Linked DNA regions of Mus musculus: all the other regions are linked to region 1. Evidence: chromatin contacts called from public HiChIP or PLAC-seq and promoter capture Hi-C data. All regions are on one chromosome and are shown on one strand. The core of a region is the stretch at or near the end of the contact, and the rest is flanking DNA. Distances in the headings are between cores, read along the strand shown.

Region 1 (3,098 bases), core at 354-2,853:
TATCCACAGAATAAGACTACTGAAAACCAGATATTTGTATTTTACACAGAAGTGGCCTCAAAATACACAAGCAGAAAAATCGAGTGCTGCTTGATGTTTACTCTTTTATTTAAAACAAACAAAAAATCCTTTTACAAAAAAATATTAGGAGCACACTTCATTGTCTTTACCTAAAAAAACAGGAGAAAAGACTCTAAATTAGCACTCTTTTTCAAACTGCAAGATGTATCTTGAGTTAAGAAATCATTTTTAGCCGGGCGGTGGTGGCGCACGCCTTTAATCCCAGCACTTGGGAGGCAGAGGCAGGAGGATTTCTGAGTTCGAGGCCCAGCCTGGTCTACAAAGTGAGTTCCAGGACAGTCAGGGCTACACAGGGAAACCCTGTCTCGAAAAAACAAAACAAAACAAAACGAAAGAAAGAAAGAAAGAAAGAAGGAAGGAAATCATTTTTAGACAGAAAGCTATCTGAAATAATGAGAAAAGTTACACAGAAGCCAGAAGAGGATGCTGAATTCCCTGACACTGGAGTTAGAGGTGGGTTTAGCACCATGGCGCCCTTAGGAACTGAGTCCAGGTCCCCTGGAAGAGCAGACAAGTCTCTTAACCACCAAGTCATCTCTCCAGCACCAAGAAGAGAACTTTTAAGCTATTGGAATGCCACAAGTAACAAGGATAGGAATGGTTCCAAGAAGACATGTGCTTGTATATACATGTGATCACAGCATAAAAGTCTTGTGACTGTAGTTCACAGTAAAAAAAAAAAAAAGTCTGAAACACAAACGAATACTCTTCACAAGCCTGCAATACAGAGACAACTCCTCAGCGTATTCACCGCCTTCCAAGAGTGGAGAGTACTTGGTCCTCAATGCGTTCTCTATCTGGCTTTAGGGAATGGCCCGAAAACGCTGCATGAATTTCCCTGGGCAACTCTTCAGCTAATTTAATACCACCCCAATCCGAAGGATTGTTCTAACCACACTGGCTTCTTTCTTACCCTCACACCAGAGAAAACTCTACCCATAGCACTTGGTCACACAATTATTTTTCTTTTTTTAATCTTAGTAAAGCCTCCTCGACCCGGGACTAAGTCAAATGTTGGTGATGACACTCTGGCTACCCTGTTGCCGTTCAGTTCCAGGGACAGGTGTGTAACTTTGTGTACTTGGTTGAAGACTGTCATGCCCACAAGACTCGAGTCCCTGATGCCTAGCATACACACGAAGCTTAATTTTTTTTTTTTAACTTACGATAATATGCACTTTAAATAAAGCCAGGAAGCCGGGTAGGTGACTTACCGGAAGCCACGCAGATCCAGCTCGAGTGAGTCTCGTTCTCTGGTTACAGTTAAAGGGGTGTGGGGGGAAGTTCCTTCGGGAGCCCCAGAGACCCTGACCACGGTGTCCTCAGGGACGGGTTCTCAGGAAGAAAGGCCTCCTCAGACACCAGCTCACAAAGCCAGACTCCGCCAGCGCGATTCTGAGACAAGAAGCGAGGTGGCCCGACCACACACAAGGAAACCGGAGGCCGAAAGGCGCACCGAGGGCCGACACTCACCGTAGCACCTCAAGCTCCGGTTCCGCGGAAACGGGACGGAAGTTCGGCTGCTTTGGTGCCGGATAGGTGCTACGGAAAAAGTAGTCCGGCGGAGCCCCGAGTCTCAGAAGAAATGGCCCGTGCTTCCAGGTTCCTCACGATAAGCACTTCATTTTCTTCTTACTGTTTCGTTTTACTTCCCGAATTATAAATAACGACTTTAATTAAACTATCCACTTTATATCCCCGTCCAGAAACATACTCACCATCCACAGTCCTTTTGGTCTCAAGCAGACACGGGCTGGCCAAAGCATGGTTCAGGTGTTGGCACACAGTAGCCACAGACTGGCTCAGTCATGGTTGGTCCTCTTTAGCCACATTTCCTATGCCGGTCACCATGTCAAAAGTTCCCTATTATCTCCAAGTCCCGGCTTCCAGACACATTCATCCCTAGTTTCAGAACCAAGGCTGTTGCCTGAAGGGAGAACCAGTCCCTTCAAACGCAAACACAGCAGTTCCTCTGGAAATGACCACCCAGTGTTTTCCAGGCCTTACAGAATACAGCAGTCAAGCTATAAATGTGCACTGAGTGAGGAAACCTGACTGTCTTTTTCTTCTCTATTTCCTTAGAACCTAGCACATAGCCCTCATAAATGTACTGTGTATTTAATAACAAATCAAATGATGTGTATAGTAAATGACTATCCATAGGCCTTGCTGTATTAGTCAGGGTTCTCTAGAGTCACAAAACTTATGGGTAGTCTCTATATAGTAAGGGAATTTGTTGATGACTTACAGTCTGTAGTCCAGCTCTCCAACAATGGTGAGCAGCAGCTGTGAATGGAAATCCAAGGATCTAGCAGTTGCTCAGTCCCACAAGGCAAGCAGGTGAACAAGAGAGAGAGAGAATCTTCCTTCTTCCAATGTCCTTATGTAGGTCTCCAGCAGAAAGTGTGTGCCCAGATTAAAGGTGTGTGCCATCACACCTGGATCTGGAACTTGCTTTGTCCCACATGACTTTAAACTCAGAGATCTCCCCTGTCTTAATCTTCTCGGATTCATAACCACTATGCCTCAAGATTTCCATGCCATTATCCAGGTCAGACACTTGCATCTCCCAGCCTCCAGATTAGGGTCACTGTGAGCCTACCAATTCTGGATTGTAGTTCATTCCGGATATAGTCAAGTTGACAACCAGGAAGAGCCAGTACACTAACCTTGTGCTCAGTGGTTCTGTACATCAGAACTCCACCATGAGCCAGAGCTACTGGGAGATACATAGATACTACTTCTAATCTCCTCACTAACCATAGCCAAGATGTGACCCTCCTCTAATCTTGTACTGCCAACTTTCCCGACCTGATTGTAAGCTTGTTTATCTATAAAGGCAGGATTCTCAAAGGCCTTCAGTCTCTTCTTCGGGTGACTTTACCAAGACTGGCTGTAGCTACAATGGCTGACAGAGCAGAAGACAAATAACCTCCAACTTCACTATTGCCCACCTGCCTCTTAAGTGGCCTTCCTACAGCACTGATGGTTGTCAATGGAGAGAAACCATAAAAGCA
Region 2 (3,484 bases), core at 649-3,148, 340 kb before region 1:
GGGGGGACCTTATGTCACCCTGGGCACCATCTTAGGGGGGCTGGGAAAGGGAACATCTTTGCTGAACCTTGAAGAGTATCTGAGCTCCACCAGGCTCCTCCTCCTGACATCTTGGGTCTTTGTTACAGTACCATCTGCCAGCATAAATAACCTGGCCTACCTGATCACGAACCCACTCGGCCCCCAGTAACATCGGAACTGAAAAAAATTTATTTCAGCCAGCCTGTGACCAGCAGTCAGTCAGATGGAACTCAAGAACTCTAAGAGGGGGCTGGAGAGATGGCTCAGTGGTTAGGAATACTGACTACTCTTCCAGGGGTCCTGAGTTCAATTCCCAGCAACCACATGGTGGCTCACACTATCTGTAATGAGATCTGATGCCCTGCAGAGAGAAAGTGCTGTCACTGTAGCATCTGATTCCACTTACCAGACACCCACGCATCTGCAGGAAGTGTTCCTGGTCTGATGGAGAGTGGTTCTCCATTCCCTCAGTTCCAGAAAAGGCGACAGTATGGCTCTCACTTGTCATATGTTGTATGCATACCCCCACGGACATATACACAGGAATATACATAGAAATATTACTATGCTGAGAGAGAGAGAGAGAGAGAGAGAGAGAGAGAGAACTGTGGCTATCTTCAGACACACCAGAAGAGGGCATTAGATCTCCCATTACAGATGGTTGTGAGCCACTATGGAAATTAAACTCAGGACCTCTGGAAGAGCAGTCAGTGAGTGCTCTTACCCCCTGAGCCATCTCTCCAGTCCTGCTTGCTGTCTTTCTAACAATCAAGGGGCTGGGTCCTGGGATGCGGATTCATGGGAACCTGATTGAATTGATGTGTAAATAAGAGACTGCACTTTTGATCTGGAAGAGATGAACTATCCAGAGAGTTCTTAGAATAGCAAGAGAAAGCTGTCTTGGGCAGAAGAGAGAGAGAGAGAGAGAGCGAGAGCGAGAGAGAGAGAGAACGCTTATTATCTGGAAAGCTGTCTCAAGCAGAACATAGGCCGTCAGCTTGTAACTCACCATTTGACCCTGAGTCTTCCTTTTTGCTACCCCCAGACACCCCTTCTCTCAGGAATCCCTCTCCAAGCCAAAGCTGGTCCTTGGCGCACGACCAGGGCATGTTTTGACACACTGGGTCTGAGACAAGCCTGCATACCTAAGTATCTCCTAGCTGATACTGTGGTTACCATATTTTGAAGACCAATCTCATTGATCTTTCAGGTGCTTGGGATTGAACCCAGGGTCTAGGACATAATAAGCAGACACCTACTACTAAACTACATATCAGTCCCAAATCTGAATTTTCGAAATACAGTTTCTACACCAACAACATGGGCATTACCCATAAGCTTGTTAGGAATCCCCCCCCCCCCCCCCCCGCCCCGCTCCCATCATTCTCTGATATTCACTGATATGCTCAAGGAGAGGCCCGAAGGCAACTTTCAGAAGTCAGTTCTCTCCTTCCACCACTGGGTCCCGAGGATCGCACTGGGTCATCAGGCTCGGTGGGAAGCATCTTTATCCACCCAGCTATCACACTGGACCAGAAATGAGCCCCACTTCAGAGTCTATAATTGAAGATCCCAAGTGATTCCTATGCGTAGTGCCTTCTGAATATTTGAACTCAGAGTTGCAAAGGCTGCTCCGGTGATTCTTGTGGCCAGGTCTCACTGATCTCTCCCCATACCTTTATTTCTTGGACCAGATGGAGCCAAAAAGCCAAGAAGGACCTCCAGCCTGAGGCATGGGGAGGGGGTGTGGGGGTGGAGGGAGCAGCTGCTCCCTAGAAACAGGAAAGGGGCAAGGTGGTTCCTCCATGGGCTACGATGTGATGCGTCAGAGGAAATAGAGGCGGGGAGAATGTGGGGCTGTGAGAACCACAGAGCCTGCAGCTGGGAGCTAGAGCTCTGAGGAGCAGTAGCACCTGGGTCTGTCTACACGGGCTCAGGTCCCTAGGCCACGCTCTTTGTCCCTGCTGTGCTGGGTGGGAGGGCCCAATCTGGTTTCTCTGAGAAGCAAAGGACTGCTGTACTAGTTTCGTGGAGATTGTCTGCTGACAAAGAAGCTTGATCACAGTACCTCAGCCTACTCTGACTCCTTTCTGGTGACCGATCCTCCAGGCTGCTGGGGCCTGAGATGCCGACTACCTTAGGACCTGCAAAGGCCTGACCTGTCGGGTCAGTGTGCACATTGGCTGACTACCCTCATCAAACGTCTGATGGCAAACCTGTAAGTATGCTTGTTTTGTTTTCTGGTGGACTTGGGTCAGGTGGAAAAGAGTAGTCCTCTCAGAGTGGGAGTGAGCTTTGTAGTCGCACTCCAGGAGGACGGCTGGTGGCTAGCTGCACAAGGAGGTCTCTAGGATCCACAGAGACACAGTAGGCTCGCCTCCAGAGAGTCTGACTACCTCCAGGAAACTTTTCCTAAGATCTCACGCCTCCGAGGTCTCTTCGGCGCTGCCTACTTTCCTCTCCTGGACCAAGAATCTTGCAGGGAAGGAACGGGCTCTAGATTACTGTCACCTGCAGCATCTCAGTTGCTCTCACAGGGTGCAGGTCTCAGCCTGAAAAGGCGCAAAGCTGAGGAAACAGATGACTGATCCTCTGCGCTCAGTTCCCAGATGCAAAATCAAGCCCACAAAATCACAGGAGACAAGAAGGCCCTCCCAGCCCTACACTTTCTCACCTCTGCCTGAGCAGCAGGCAGCTCATCCTCCACACGAGGTCATTGCAGTGAAAAGGGGGTTAGAGAGAAGCAGGGCGGCCTGGGTGCTGTGCAGTTTCTGCTGCCTTTCCCCAGCACTCTGCCCATCCTCTCACCGGGACACCACAGACAGCGCCTAATCACAGAGGAAGTTGCTCAGATGTAGGCCAAGTGATCTGATCTCTTGTGCAAATGTGGCCAGCACATGTTCGTCCTCGGCCTAATGGCCACTGCCTGGGCCACATCTTCCCCAGTAGTTACCATGCCTTGGCCAGACCAGGAAGAGAATGTTGCAGAGTCCCGGAGGGGTCCAGCAAAGATCAGGTCCCCTGTGGTTCAAGGGTCCTAAAGGTTGTGGTCTTGCTGCAGGAGAGCAAGAAAGTTGATCACCTCCAATCCTCCCTCTGACCCTGCAGAGTGAGCCCGAGTCAGCGTTAGGAGCCCTCATCACAGGAGACACCCCAAGCTGCATGCTGTGTCTGAGGTCACACAGCTGCTCTGAGTTAGTCCCCCATGCTACCCATGGCAGGCATAAAGCCATGCACTTAGCCTGAACCTCATCCTTGGGGCAGCTCAGATGGAAGAGTTGCCCTGGCTGTGAGCAAATGCCAGCCTCCAGGAGGCAGCAGAACCACCATCCTCACCAAAGCTGCCCTGTCCCCAAAGTCTGAGAGGAAGGGGCTGTCCAGAGCCAGTCCTGGGGCACCAGCCTGCCTGGTGTTCCTGATCTGTGCTGTGGATACTGAGCTCAGCACAGAGGCAGCAAAGACA
Region 3 (3,411 bases), core at 58-2,557, 480 kb after region 1:
GGTGAGGTAGTGCAGGTTCAGAAGGGCTCAAGAGAAGCCGGGGTGGGGACTGGGGTGGTGCGGAGGACAAGAGTCTGGGGCTCAGGAGGCAAGGGTCGTTTGGGGAAATGAGCTGAGGCTGGACACTAGGGCACAGGCTCGAGGAGGAGAACTGGGAACAGGGGCGGGGGTCCGAGAGCAGAGGTCAAAGGGCATCTGGGCTGGTTTCTCTGACTCAGACTCAGCAGAAATGGGGTTCTGAGTGCCAAGGTCAGAGGGGATGGGGCTGGCCTGGCTCGTACTCAGGAAGCTCTTGGACACCCTCGGGGTAGGCATCTCCTGCCTCAGATCCAGGATCGGGAGAAGGTTGAGTTGTTCCTCCAAAACTACAGAAGATCCAGACGGTTCTGCAAGAGCCCAGGGCACCATTGAGGTTTTGTGCACCACAGGCCCGCTCTTCCCCTCGGGGCCCGGGCGCAGGCTCCTGACCCTAGTGCCAAACAGCTGGGCAGCCTCTCAAACAGGCTTTTAGTCCAGGCCTTTGCCCCAGGTCACACTCCCTGCACACGCCCAGACCCGGAGCTGGAGAGTCTCAATCAGTGGAAACCGCCCCCCAGTCTGAGTCCCCGTGCGGCCGGACTAGGGTCACACTCACGCCGGCCCTGCGGCACCTCCTCAGCCATGCCCAGGCACAGGATTTCCTCCGCCCCCTCCCGGGACCGGCCATGGCACCGAGCTCGCCCCCGAGGGACACGTGTCGAGCACGTCCCCTCGTGAGCCAGGTCGGGGCTTCTGCACCCAGGTCCGCGCCGGGCCCCGCCCCCGAGCCCGCCCCGCCCTCTCGCCCCCGGGTTCGACCCCGCCCGCACCCGAGGCCCCGCCCCTCACGGTTGCCGCGCCACAGGCGGTCTGCCCATTGTGGCTCCGAGGCGCCAGCTTCGGCCGAGAGCTTCCTGCCCATGTGTCTCCTCCGGGCATTCCTGGGCTTAAGGCGGGCTCACCACAGCTCGAGCCCCGGGCCCTTCTGCCCTCGGGCTCCCCGAGCTCCGGCCCAGCGGACCGGCGCCCATTGCTGTCCCCCGAAGTCGCGCTGTGGGAACTATTGCTGTTCTCGCTGTAGAAGTTGGGTGTGTGATTATGAGAGGATGCGGCCGAGCCTGAGCGGGGGCTCCGCCGCATCCTGACCTGGGCTACCCCTCTGGGAAGCCGAAGTCGCCGCAGCCAAAGCCCTCGGCCCTTCCTCAGCTGCCTCGCGCCGCAGGGTAGCACCCTGCGTGAGCCCCGCGGCGGCTCGGCCGACCCTCCCGCTGCTGTGCTGTTGTCACCGTCACAGAGGAGCCGCGTCACAGAGCGCCCGTGACGTCACTGGGAGCCAGCAGCCCATCCCCCTTTCCTGATACATTTTTGTTCATGGTTTGGGTGTGTGTGTGTGTGTGTGTGTGTCCATCCAGAAGTTGATCTCTGCTGCTGTCTTCTCCTGCTCCCCACCTTAGCTTTCGAGATAGATTCTCTCTTTCTGAACCTGGGGCTCACTTTTTTGTTTTGTTTTTTCAACTAGGCCCCAGCGGTTCTCAATCTTCCTAATGCTGCGACCTTTAAATACAGTTCCTCATGTTGGGTGACCTCCAACCATAAAATTATTCTCATTGTTATTTCATAACTATATTTTTGTTGGACTGGAAAGGTGGCTCAGCGGTTAAGAGCACTCACTGCTCTTCCAGTGGTCCTGAGTTCAATTCCCAGCAACCACATGGTGGCTCACAACCATCTGTAATGGGATCCGATGCCCTTTTCTGGTGTGTCTGAAGACAGCAACTGTGTACTCATATACATAAAATAAATAAGTCTTTAAAAGAAAACCTGTAATTTTGCTACTGTTATGAATAAACTTTTGGAGATAGAGGTTTGCAAAGGAGGTCCCGACCCACAGTTTGAGAACCATTGAACGAGGGCTGGGACGACTCCATGGTTCCACTTGTCCCTACTCCCACAGAGCTTCAGTGACAGGCAAGTACCACAGCACCCTCTGTTTATGTGGATTCGGGGTTTACAAGCAAGTCCTCATGCTTAGGCAGCAAGCGTGAGGTTTATCCACTGGGCCATCTCAACTCCTCCTCTCTGTTCTGAGTCACGGTCTCTTACAAGTTTGACTAGAGAGCTAACCAACGGGTCCTAGGGATTCTGCTGTTTCTCTCTCTTCAGAGTCGGGATCACAGTCCCCTGAGCTCTGGTCTGTCGCTTTTTACCTACAGTGCTGGGTATCTGCACATGGGTCCCCGGGCTTCCGCACATTTTATTGATTATGACATTGCCCCAATCTCCTATGTAATTTAGACAAGAGGTTTTGCTTTGATTCTTTTGCTAGCCTGGTACTGGATATATAACCCAGGATGGTCCCGAGTCAGGACCATACTCCCGGTACAGTCTCCCAAGCCTGAGACTATGGGCATGTCATCATGTCCATCATGACCAGCTACAATGGCACCTAGATTTTGTTCACTTCTGTATCCTGCAGTACCTAGACGGGTCTAGCCTGGTAAGTGCCCTAGTATTTAGGGAAGCAGTAAATATTAGGAAGGAACAGAGCATCATCCAACACACTAAAACATTTATTATGGCCCCTCCTATTCACTTTTAAAACAGAGTCTCACTATGCAGCCAAAGCCAGTCTGGAGCTCAGATCTGCCTGCCTCCCCCACCTCCCAAGCTCTGAGGTAAAGGCATGTACCACAACTCCCAGCTGAGAGAGAGACAGAGGGACAGAGAGACAGAGAGACAGAGAGAGAAAGAGACAGAGACAGAGACAGACAGAGAGAGAATAAGCTTTAAGCTCGGCAACAAGTGCCTTTACCTGCTGAGCCATCTTGCTATCCTAGAACCACATTTTGAATAACTACATGCTTGTATCTAATTAATGTCTGTACCAGGAACAGCAACAATGTAGTGCAACCTGCAAGATTTACACAGGGAGTCTGTCAGCTCCCGAGGGAAAAGGACTTACTTCTCTGAGATCATGTTGCATCACAGGTTTGAATTTGGGAATCCTGACCCAGCAAGGTGGTAGCACACTTCTTTAATCCTAACACTATGGAGGCCAAAGTAGAAGGATCTCTGAGTTCTGAATTCAAGGCCAGTCTAGTCTCCATAAAGAGTTCCAGGACAGCTAGAGCTATATAAAACCACAATGACAAAAACAGAATTCCAAAATCCTGCACCCACCCGGTGTTTTTCTTCTCACATCACATCTTACTTAGAATGCTAATCAGCTTGGGGAAGTGGCAGTTCTTAGAGGCTGAGGTATAAAGACAGTCTGTTCTGCTAAGCTGTGTTCCAGTCCAGAGGAGGTTCTTGTATTGTACCAGGCTCTAGAGAGGTGACATTACTATGTTTCATTAGATTCCATAGAGCCCCGGAGGCAAGCAAAGCAGGAAG
Region 4 (3,247 bases), core at 7-2,506, 490 kb before region 1:
AAGCCTGTGAATGTGACATGAGAAATGGTTTTTATCAACCAGGAACTTGTCCTAGATCTTGAAGGGGCTCAGATCATTGAGAGAAGGAACACGGTAGGTCGAAGGAACAGGACAGAGTTGTGAGGCTGGGCTGCAGAGAGCGTGGAGTGGTGTGGTTTTCATCCTGAGAGAATGGCGGGAGATTGCTGTGTGTGGCCCTGCACTGCATGGGACCGGGCGGGTAGTGGCTTCAGCTGTGCTGCTGTGGCTTCAGATCGCTTCTTGAAAGGGGAGGCCCGTGTTGAGTCTCCCTCTTCCTGAAGTAAGAGTGAGCAGGGACCACACGGGTCACCGACAGGGTGATAGAATTGTTTCAGAGGGCTTTGCGTAAGAGCCATTCACAAAATTAATGTTTCCACTTGCCCCACTGCTCGTTATGCAATAAGCAAATGAGTTGTGGCCTCGCACCCTGGGAAGGCCAATTCACCCAGGCTCCCTCTCATGTGGACAAAGCCCATTATATGGCAGAGGCCTGGTGGGGACCTTTGTTGCACTCCTTGGGCCTCTCCCTATGGATCTCTTCTGCTTTTAGCCACCTGACTTCAGAGACCTGCTTGAGTGGGAGCCCAGGATCCGAGAGGCCTTCCGTACCGGGGACTTGGAGTCCAAGCCTGACCCTAGTCGGAACTTCAGGCCCTACCGAGCTGAAGATAACGATTCTTATGCCTCTGAGGTGGGTCTAGGCCTAAGCAGGCTGTTGGGTGGAAGCCGATTGCCTCCTGAAAGCAGGCAGGGTGGCCCTTGGAGGAGGATGGTATAGGTTTTAAGCATTTAAACTTCTGACAGCCAAGGCAAAAAAAGAAAGAAAGAAAGAAAGAGAGAGAGAGAGAGAGAGAGAGAGAGAGAGAGAGAGAGAGAGAGAGAGAAAGAGAAAAGGGAATTTGAATCAATCCCGTGGTTTAGTTAGAGGAAGCTTAGCTGGATATGGGACATGATATCAAACTGTAATCCCAGTGTCAGGACGCTGAGGCAGCCTGAATGCTGAGCTGGAGGCCATCTTGAAATGACTAACTTATGTAGCAGAGAAGCAATGGCCTCTCCATTTAGGCTGTTTGAGTTCATGCTGTGACTTTCTGGGTGCTGGCTGTGAGATCTCGGGTACGTCATTTCACTCTCGAAAATTGTCAGGTTTGCCACAGACAAGTACAGAGCCTCATAGGATTGTTGGCCTGGCCTCCACGGGTTGAGGATGAGGTCGGTGTCCGTGACAAGTCACATGGACTCAGGGATCCTGAGTGCTGAGTCACTCTGCTGGTCTGGTGGTGTGACCTTCGACATGTCCACTCCCATGGGCCCGGCTTTCCCACCACAACAGTTATAATCCCTAGAGTTGCTAAGATTCTCTGATCTTTGAGAAGTTCCCTGTCCTCCTGAGCCTGGGAAACTCCCTGGAACTGAAGGGTCCAACTGCCTAGTGAGGTGGTCTGGATGTCCTCATAACCATGGCGAAGGAGGAAGAGGAAGAGCGTTGTCTGGGGCTGGAGAGATGGCTCAGTGGTTAAGAGCACCGACTGCTCTTCCAAAGGTCGTGAGTTCAAATCCCAGCAACCACATGGTGGCTCACAACCATCTGTAATGGGATCTGATGCCCTCTTCTGGGGTGTCTGAAGACAGCTACAGCGTACTTACATATAATAAATAAATCTTTAAAAAGAAAAAAGAAAAGAAAAGCACTGTCTGGACAAGGAGCTAAGCTGTAGTGCTGTGTAGCCTTAGCTTTGATCCCCAGTCAGGAGATGGATAGACAGAGAGAAGGGGAGGGAGAGAGGAAGAAGAGGAGGAGGAGGAAGAAGAGGAAGAAGAGGAGGACGATGACTACGTTGAAGCAACCTGAGATGCTTAGATCTCGTTTTCTGAGAAGAAAATAGGCTTGTTTGTTTGTGTTGGCTCATTTACACCTTGACTCCGTTTCCTTCATTCTTACCGATTAGCTATGACTAAGCACAGCGCCAACCCCCAGTTCAAGAGCGATGTGCAGGGGCAGGCGCCTGACTTCTATTTAAGAGGTTTTTTTTTTTTGTTTCTTTGTTGAGCCAGGGTCTCAGTAATTATATTATGCTTACTTCAAACTTACCATCCTCCTGCCTACAACTTCCAAGTGCTGGGATTACAGGCACATGACAGTTTGCCCAGATCTGCAGAGATTTTTAATACAGAACAGGTGTACAAGACACGCCTCGTATCACTGCAGAGACGGCCAAATTATATTATTGGCCACATTTTTTTTCACAGCAGGAACCTGCTATGCCTGGGACCATGTCCACTCTTCTGTTCCTGTGCAGCGTGTTAGAGTCAACATTCCTGTTACCAGAAATACTTAACACTTGTCTTTTGCGATGGAGTCTTACTGTGTTGCTCAGGCTGGCCTCAGACTCACAGGTTCCGGTGATCCGCCTGCTTCATGCCCACTTCATCTCATCTAAAAAATGTTGTTACTGGGGAATAACAGCAAAGTAGTGATGGATGGGGCTGCAGCTCAGTGATGAGGCACTTGCTCAGCACGTGTGAGGCCTTGTGCCCACACAAGGCAGGGTCTTGCTATGTAACCCAGCACCAGTGCACACACATGGACTCACATGCACACACAAGCAGACACGTGTGTACACACACATGCACTGCACATGGACACACCCATGTACCACACATGCATACACATTCATACATGCCTGCACACATATGCACACATACATGCATGTATTAGTCAGGGTTCTCTAGAGTCACAGAACTTATGGATAGTCTCTAGATAGTAAAGGAATTTATTGATGACTTACAGTCGGCAGCCCAATTCCCAACAATGGTTCAGTCGCAGCTGTGAATGGAAGTCCAAGGATCTAGCAGTTACTCAGTCTCACGCAGCAAGCAGGCGAAGGAGCAAGAGCAAGAGCTAGACTCCCTTCTTCCAATGTCCCTATATTGTCTCCAGCAGAAGGTGTAGCCCAGATTAAAGGTGTGTCCCACCACACCTTTAATCCCAGATGAAAGGCGTAGCCCAGATTAAAGGTGTGTTCCTTAAACTCCGAGATTCAATCTTCTGGAATCCATAGCCACTATGGCTCAAGATCTTCAAACCAAGATCTAGATAAGGATCTCCAAGCCTCCAGATAAGGGTCACTGGTGAGCCTTCCAATTCTGGATTGTAGTTCATTCCAAATATAGTCAAGTTGACAACCAGGAATAGCCACTACAATGCATTACACATGGATACACA

Evidence for each region. Promoter capture Hi-C pulls out the DNA fragments that hold promoters and counts their contacts. HiChIP or PLAC-seq counts read pairs in DNA pulled down with a chosen protein or histone mark.
Region 2: a contact with region 1 is called in a promoter capture Hi-C map of the HPC-7 cell line. The contact joins the promoter of Sla2 here to the promoter of Aar2 in region 1. A contact is called at or near these places in 1 of 39 promoter capture datasets (the HPC-7 cell line and HPC-7-derived erythroid cells) and 1 of 9 other capture datasets (embryonic stem cells).
Region 3: a promoter capture Hi-C map of pre-B cells shows a contact between it and region 1, with 2.6 times the contacts expected there. The contact joins the promoter of Spag4 here to the promoter of Aar2 in region 1. A contact is called at or near these places in 5 of 39 promoter capture datasets (cranial neural crest, liver, maxillary cranial neural crest and 1 more) and 1 of 9 other capture datasets (adipose tissue).
Region 4: a contact with region 1 is called in an H3K4me3 HiChIP or PLAC-seq map of bone marrow-derived macrophages, with 5 times the contacts expected there. The contact joins the enhancer-like site here to the promoter of Aar2 in region 1. A contact is called at or near these places in 3 of 39 promoter capture datasets (HPC-7-derived erythroid cells, hippocampal neurons and pre-B cells), 2 of 484 Hi-C or Micro-C datasets (the HL-1 cell line and the P5424 cell line), 2 of 115 datasets of contacts at active chromatin or transcription factors (bone marrow-derived macrophages and large pre-B cells) and 1 of 9 other capture datasets (liver).

Annotation. Positions count from the first base shown.
Region 1 is chr2:156,546,081-156,549,178 of GRCm38.p6, reverse strand. It overlaps Aar2 (AAR2 splicing factor homolog), which reads right to left and starts at 1,603. Exons shown (of 4, transcript NM_026661.4): 1 at 1,296-1,603.
Region 2 is chr2:156,885,635-156,889,118 of GRCm38.p6, reverse strand. It overlaps Sla2 (Src-like-adaptor 2), which reads left to right and starts at 1,898. Exons shown (of 8, transcript NM_001356495.1): 1 at 1,898-2,239.
Region 3 is chr2:156,063,109-156,066,519 of GRCm38.p6, reverse strand. It overlaps Spag4 (sperm associated antigen 4), which reads right to left and starts at 1,307. Exons shown (of 12, transcript NM_139151.4): 1 at 849-1,307; 2 at 282-386. The coding sequence starts at 1,158. It overlaps Gm39970 (a long non-coding RNA gene), which reads left to right and starts at 1,906. Exons shown (of 3, transcript XR_866890.1): 1 at 1,906-2,515.
Region 4 is chr2:157,034,635-157,037,881 of GRCm38.p6, reverse strand. Soga1 (suppressor of glucose, autophagy associated 1) reads left to right here. Exons shown (of 15, transcript NM_001164663.1): 6 at 572-712. Among named protein-coding and RNA genes, the nearest start is that of Dsn1, 29 kb to the right of the region's middle. Within about 2 kb of position 1,256, at least 52 of the 459 cell types and tissues checked have an H3K27ac peak or open chromatin away from gene starts, as enhancers often do. A contact at or near this core is called in the HL-1 cell line and bone marrow-derived macrophages, where this site is marked.